2 separate regions of the Sus scrofa genome follow, and region 1 is linked to region 2. The links are chromatin contacts, called in public Hi-C maps. All regions are on one chromosome and are shown on one strand. Each heading gives the region's core, a stretch centred on a gene start, on an enhancer-like site or on the middle of the called end of the contact. The rest is flanking DNA. Distances are from core to core; before and after follow the strand shown.

Region 1 (3,528 bases), core at 341-2,840, 73 kb after region 2:
CTGATTTGATCCTTGGCTCAGGAACTTCCATATGCCATTGGTGCAGCCATCAAAAAAAAATGTTGAGGAGTTCCCGTCATGGTGCAGCCGAAATGAATCTGACTAGGAAACTATGAGGTTGCAGGTTCGATCCCTAGCCTTACTCAGTGGGTTAAGGATCTGGCATTGCCCTGAGCTCTGGTATAGGTTGCAGACGAGGCTCAGATCTGGCATTGCTGTGGCATAGGTCAGTGACTACAGCTCTGATTAGACCCCTAGCCTGGGAACCTCTATATGCCACAGGTGTGGCCCTAAAAGGACAAAAAGACCAAAAAAAAAAAAAAAGTTGAAGAGATAGTTCTGTATGCACATTTTATAAGTGGCCTCGATAACTGAATTTTAAAAATAAAGCAGCAGGAGTTCTTGTTGTGGCTCAGTGGTTAATAAATCCTACTAGGAACCATGAGGTTGTGGGTTAGATCCCTGGCTTCACTCAGTGGGTTGGGGATTTGCCATTGCCATGAGCTGTGGTGTGGGTTGCAGACGTGGCTCAGGTCTCTCGTTGCTGTGGTTGTGGTGTAGACCAGCAACTACAGCTCCCATTAGACCCCTAGCCTGGGAACCTCTATATGCCACAGGTGTGGCCGTAGAAAAGACCAAAAAAAAAAAAAAAAAAAAAGGCAACATATTTTTGCTTTCTTTTTCCTTCCAATTACTTTTTTAAGAGAATTGTCCAAGGTTTCAGATGTAAGAAAACTACTTCTTCCTCTTGATTTGGCTAAGTTTCATTATTATGAAAATTTTTTGAATTTTATATAACATAAAAATGTAATTGATTTTTAAATGCAATTGACTATGAGGATTTTTTTGATGTGGTTACTATAGGAAGTAAAAGATAAATTCTATCCAAATATTTGATACAGATACTTTCTCTTTGTAACATAGTTTCCTTTTCTGTTTTCATTAAATAATTTTTTTATAAGCAAGGATCAGTAGTCTACTGCTGCTCTTACTTCTCCCATATTGTCAGATTAAAATAAGTGTTTTTCCTCCTGTGGAGAGTCTGCTCAACTTTTGTACAGGAGCAGTTTTTCCTCTCTTTACTGAAAATTAGTTGTTATTTGGAATTTGTTTTTTAGTGAAGACAATGATTTCACTTTCATAGATAAGACAAGGTTATTAGGTGATTGCTTTCTTTTTTGGGCTTTTATCTCTTGTCCCACATTTAGGCAATTATACTTTTGACTGTTTTTAATTTATTCATTAGAGTATGCCGATAAACAACAGGAAACAGTGGTTTTTACCTAAAATAAATGTTTTTCTGTTTTTAAAAAAAAAAGGTTAAGGAGACTTCCGGATTCTGGTCTAGCTTCAAGACTGGAAGGAGCTTCAGGTCTTCATCTTGACAAGAAAAAAGCTGAGCAAACTAAACAATCAGCAACTCTTTTTATTCTGTCAGAGAAACGAGGTCACACAGGGCAAACTGCTGTCCCCAGAATTGCATAGGTGGGTAAATTTAGAGAATCACAACTTTAGTCACAGCTCTGTGGGAACCAGTACTGAGCTGGGAAAACCCAAAATGTAATTGAGCAGTTGTTAGAGGCTTACTCAAGGGGGACTCAGTCACGGGGCAGGTCCCACACTTTTGTGAGTTTTATCCCCAGGAGCTCAGCACAAGTAGATAGGGGAGAAAAGCTCCTAGTGCTTCTGGCAGAAGAGACTGGAAAGAACCATTTTGAAATGCACCAGAGTTTTTTTGTTTTTTAGCAAGGTAGGCCCTCAGGAGAAACTATTTAACTGATCTCAGGGAAGGGAAATACCTATTCCTAGCCTTCTCTCCCTTTGAGAGAAGGGAAATCCTAACTCCTGCCTAATCTAGCCACTCTGTCCAACTGAAGGAAGGGAGGGCAAAAACTGAAAAGATTTGCGAAGTTCACATACAGAGGCAGAGACTGGATGGAAAACTGAAATCTAATCACAGGACAGTAGAACCCTCCCACTCCCCCAAACTTCATCACCATGATACCAAGGTCTGTTTATAGCAGTTTCTTTTACATAGGACATCATGTCCAGCTTTCAAGAAAAGATTACAAGGCATACTTGGAGTTCCCATCATGGCTCAGTGGTTAACGAATCTGACTAGGAACCATGAGTTTGCGGGTTCGATCCCTGGCCTCAATCAGTGGGTTAAGGATCTGGCGTTGCCATGAGCTGTGGTGTAGGTTGCAGACGAGGCTCGAATCTGGCGTTGTTGTGGCTCTGGCGTAGGCCGGTGGCTACAGCTCCGATTTGATCCCTAGTCTGGGAACCTCCACATGCTGTGGGTGTGGCCCTAGAAAAGACAGAAAGACCAAAAAAAAAAAAAAAAAAAAAAAAAATTACAAAACATACTAAAAAAAAAAGTTGAAGTTCTTAAGTTTCATAGTGAAAATGCTGTCGGATATTTGAAGTATGGTAACAGGCTGCTAGCCCACACCTTGTGAGATATAAATGTAATTGGGAAAACACATAAAAATACTTGCATGTTTAAATGAATGTGTAAAACACATATGTATATATAACTTAGTGTATAAATGGCTAAAGTTACTATATGTTCAGATTGAATAGACTTATTTGTTCACATCAGATCTATACTAAATTCTTTTAGTCTAAAAGTTGTTGTAGAGGGAGAATATCAGACCCAAATAATACTTACCGTTATGCCACAGCCAAATAACAAATCTTTAGATCAGAACCATCAGCTTAGCTTTAATCTTGATGGTACACTTTGAATATTTATATTCAAGTTATTTTCAGAAGTAAGGAGCATTATACTGATCACAGACGTATTTCCCCTGAAAATATTTTGAATGGAGGTTGTAGTTCCGTATATTAAATCTGAGTTTAGTATCTCTTTACCAAGTCAGTGATTTTTAAAAAGTTTGGAGTGGGGACTCTTCTAAACTGAAAGGCGCTTAAGGGACATAATCAAACGCAGTACGTGGTTCTTGAGAGGAAAATGTTTTGAAAAAGACCTTTACAAAAAAATTCTTTTTGGAGACATAGTTTAGGAGGTAGAATACGTACTGAGTGTTAGATGACATTGAGAACTTACTGTTAATTTGAGATACGTGGTGATTGTGGTTATGGAGAGAATACATATTTTTAAGATTCATTCTGAAGTATTTAGGGGTGATGTCTCTTATCTGAAATTACTTTAAGATACTTCAATATGAGAGTTCTCTTGTGGTGCAGTGGGTTAAGGATCCAGCATTGTCACTGCAGTGCCTTTGGCCTAAGAACTTCCACTTGGAGTTCTCGTCGTGGCGCAGTGGTTAACGAATCCAACTAGGAACCATGAGGTTGCGGGTTCGGTCCCTGCCCTTGCTCAGTGGGTTAACGATCTGGCGTTGCCGCGAGCTGTGGTGTAGGTTGCAGACGCGGCTCGGATCCCGCGTTGCTGTGGCTCTGGCGTAGGCCGGTGGCTACAGCTCCGATTGGACCCCTAGCCTGGGAACCTCCTTATGCCGCGGGAGCGGCCCAAGAAATAGCAACAACAACAACAACAAC
Region 2 (3,941 bases), core at 289-2,788:
AGTCCAAGCCACATCTGCAACCTACACCACAGCTCATGGCAACATCGGATCCTTAACCCTCTGAGCGAGGCCAGGGATCAAATCTGTGTCCTCAAGGATACTAATCAGATTTGTTTCCACTGGGCCACGACAGGAGCTCCGAGACCCAAGTATTCTTATGCTTTGGGGTTATTTGGAGAGGACCTGTTCCAAAAACTATTCCAAAATCTCTACATTTTCCCAGTCCCTGACTGACTGTTTGACTAAACCAGTGCCCATGAAAGGATGCAGATCTGTATCTCAAGCTCTATCTCTTCCTAGGCAAAGAGTATAAGATGAAGTTCTGCCTCCGGGAGGATCCTTTTTCTCTCTGCTGTTCCTTGAGGGCCTCTGTTAAATGGTGCTGAAAATGCCAAATCAGTCATTTGCCAGCTGGTCAGTATATTGTACAAAGTCCTCCGTTATCTAGGTTTGAATTTTTCCCTCAGCCAACTTGTCACAGGATCTCAAGACAGTCTGTATGAACTAAGGGTGAAGTGTGTGTGTGTTTGAGATCTACCAAACTAATGCTAATGAAGATTGCTTGGGTTTTGGCCCTGGCCCTGTTCTGTATATATCACTTCCTCCTACTGAAAGGACTCCTTATCTAGGAGGACCAAATGACTCCTGGTTCTTGATGAGAAACTCAGATTGCCTGTCTACCTGATGTTGCTTGGCCAGACATCAGCAGTTCTTAGCTAGCCAAGAACTTTCCTTAAAAATAAAAATAAAAAATTCTAGGCACTCCACTGTGGGTTTTTTTTTTGTTTGTTTGTTTGTTTTTTGTTTTGTCTTTTCTAGGGCCGCTCTCGCGCGGCCATATGGAGATTCCCAGGCTAGGGGTCTAATCGGAGCCATAGACACCTACGCCAGAGCCACAGCAATGCGGGATCCAATCCGCGTCTGCAACCTACACCACAGCTCATGGCAACTCCGGATCATCGACTCACTGAGCAAGGCCAGGGATCGAACCCTCAACCTCATGGTTCCTAGTCGGATTCGTTAACCACTTCAACATGACGGGAACTCCCACTGTGGTTCTGTATAGACTTCCATAGGTTCCTTGAAGCCTCCTGATCTGCCACATGTGCTGGGAACAGCACTGGAGCCGCTGGACCATGAGGGTGGATGCGTGGCGCTACTTCCAGGCAGCTGGACCAGATGGAGAGACTTCTCTTGCTCTACGCTTCACTCAAAACCTCATCTTCCAGGTCACCCAGTCAGTGGGTCAGAACTGACGAACTCAAGAGTTCACTGAACAAGCAGAGATTTTAAAATGTAAAAAGGGAGGACTGCCAGAAAGAAGCCTATTACAGGAACAGAGGAGTAGAAGGTGCCCAACTTGGGGGAAGTGAACAACGATCTTCGCCTCAGATTAAGAGCAACAAATGGAGTCATCCCCTCATCCAGCTTCAGCCATGATTTGGGGTCTTAAACAACACGGGGTTCAGGGCAGTTTGGGTTGTTCTTCGTGAGAAGGTTGAGCCGCTCCACACCCGCCGTTTTTCAGCAGATAGCCCAGTCCAGGGCCTTCGATGGATTCCTGGAGCGGGCCACGGAGGTCCCGCCCCACGGCGTACACAGGCCCCGCCCCACGGGCGGTCCATCCCTCACGCGGTGCTTGCCGGGAGCACACCTCGGCCTTCATCTCCTGTTTGTGCAGTCTCGGAGGCTGTGGGAGGGACGTTATGCCAGTGTCGTGCTTTACTTTGTTGCTGGGTCGTGTCCCAGTCACAGCGTGGAGAGCGGCAAGTAAGGCGCCCAGTTCCGGGGCCAAGGTCGCGGGCGGGGTCGCAAAGGCTAGGGCGTCCGGCTGGGTAGCTGCGCTTGTCCCGGGCTCGGGGGCCCAGGAGCTGCGATCTTGTCTGTCCGGCTAGGGGCCTCTCGCCTCTGCTCTGGGCAGGCTCTTCCCCGCCGGAGCTCGGGTTGGATGTGGAGCTGGAGGGTCCCCAGAGCCCGCCCCGCCGGACAGCTGCTTCCCGCTGACCATGGCTCTGGGTTCGAAAGGGAAGCAAACGTTTCTGGTTATCTGGGGGCGCGCTATGTCTGAAGCTTGTGAAAAGCATGGAAAAGGAGGCTCTTTGGCAATGAGAGTCGTCCTTTACTTACTTAATTTACGTCGAAAAGGACATAATGGCAGTTTACAGTATCTTTTTTAAAGTGGAGAAGTGCGGGATTATGGAGAAGGTAAATAAGTATAATAAAAATTAGATGGTGGGAATTAATTACAGAAAATATGCATGCTTTCAGTAAAACGTTTTTTTTTTTTAAAGGGCGCTTTTTTTTTTTTTTGGCTGCGACCACGGAATGTAACTCAGCATTTTTAAAAACTCATTTTTTTCTGAAAAGTTTCTCACACTATTAAAGACTTAACTCACAAAGTATGCTAAGCATAGTAAGTTGAAAACAGTTCTGGCCTTCATCCTAATGTGCCCCTGATTCCTATGCAGTTTTCCTTTCTGAAATCACTTCTCCCCAAACTACTTCTTTGTTGTAAAAAATTGTAAATGGTCCAGAAATGGATAATATAGAAAGTACAAGTCTTATCCAAACCGCAAGGTAGTAACTGTGTGAAGATTTGTGTTTTCATTCAAAATCCCTTTTTCAGTAGTGTTAAAACCTTAATAATGAAGTATTTGATACCAAAATTTATGTAACACGTGTAAGAAGCAAAGCCGACACTTATGAACCCATTCTCCAACTTAAGAAATAGAATATTTCCATTGCCAACCAGCTATCTGTGTGCTTCCTGAGGCAATTGTGTAACTGTGTTTTTGATCTTAATGGAAATGGCTTCATATCATTTGTATTATTATACTTGCCTTTTTCAACCACTATTTTTAGATTTGTCCATATTGATATATGATGTTGTAGGTATTCACATACCATACATTTTTCCTTTCTCCTTCCCGCTGAGAACATTTGTGTAATTCTAGACCCCAGGATTGGCTGCTACACATCTTGTGTACATTGTGGATGTACTTGCACCAGGGGTTGAGTTCCTGGAACACATGGTATAGGCCTGATCCAGTTTTACAATGTGATACCAAGTTGTAAAGGCATTTTCCATTTCTACTGGCAATTTATACTTCTTCCAGGAGTATATTAGAGTTTCTGTTGCTCCACATATTTGCCAACACTTGATATCAGAAAATTTAATTTTTATCTGCCTATAGAGTATTGAAGTTGTATTATGATTTTGTTTCTCTGGTTAGAGAAGTTGAATATCTTTTAAAAGTTTTTAGCTCTTTTTTTGGCAAAATATCTCTTCATTTTTTTATTGGGTTCCTTGTCTTTCATATTATATTCCTTCTTTTTTTTTTTTTTTTTTTTTTGTCTTTTTGCCTTTTCTAGGGCCGCTCCCGAGGCACATGGAGGTTCCCAGGCTAGGGGTCTAATCGGAGCTGTAGCTGACGGCCTACGCCACAGCCACAGCAATGCAGGATCCAAGCCGCATCTGCGAACTTCACCACAGCTCACGGCAATGCCGGATCCTTAACCCACTGAGCAAGGCCAGGGATTGAACCCGAGACCTCGTGGTTTCTAGTCGGATTCGTTAACCACTGCGCCACGACGGGAACTCCACATATTTATATTCTTTACATATATTTGAACACTACGTTTTTTTGTCATGTAAGTGGCAGCTCTGTTGAGGATAGAGGGAATGAAAAGTGCTTACCAAACTGAGAAGGCATCTTGAGATGTATAAAAACACAATTGACTTATTTATTGATTTTGTATCCAGTAAGCTGGTTAAATTATTAATTTAAATATTTATTATTTGCAGATTTTGGTGGGGGTGGTGCTGTGTTAGATAGACACAAATATTACGTATAAATAATAAAAATCTAGTTTCTTCCTTTCCAATCTTTGTATCTTTTTCTTTTCTTTTCTTTTTTCTTTTTCTTTTTCTTTTCTTCTTT

The links. A called contact is a pair of places that touch in the nucleus more often than the background predicts.
Region 1: a contact with region 2 is called in a Hi-C map of liver, with 4 times the contacts expected there. The contact joins the enhancer-like site here to the promoter of SMAP1 in region 2. A contact is called at or near these places in 1 of 5 promoter capture datasets (liver) and 6 of 47 Hi-C or Micro-C datasets (alveolar macrophages, embryonic fibroblasts and liver).

The regions. Positions count from the first base shown.
Region 1 is chr1:50,793,386-50,796,913 of Sscrofa11.1, forward strand. The region is part of intron 2 of SMAP1 (stromal membrane-associated protein 1); the gene reads left to right. Among named protein-coding and RNA genes, the nearest start is that of SMAP1, 74 kb to the left of the region's middle. Within about 2 kb of position 1,591, at least 10 of the 83 cell types and tissues checked have an H3K27ac peak or open chromatin away from gene starts, as enhancers often do. A contact at or near this core is called in liver, where this site is marked.
Region 2 is chr1:50,720,035-50,723,975 of Sscrofa11.1, forward strand. It overlaps SMAP1 (stromal membrane-associated protein 1), which reads left to right and starts at 1,539. Exons shown (of 12, transcript XM_021089443.1): 1 at 1,539-1,770. The coding sequence starts at 1,554.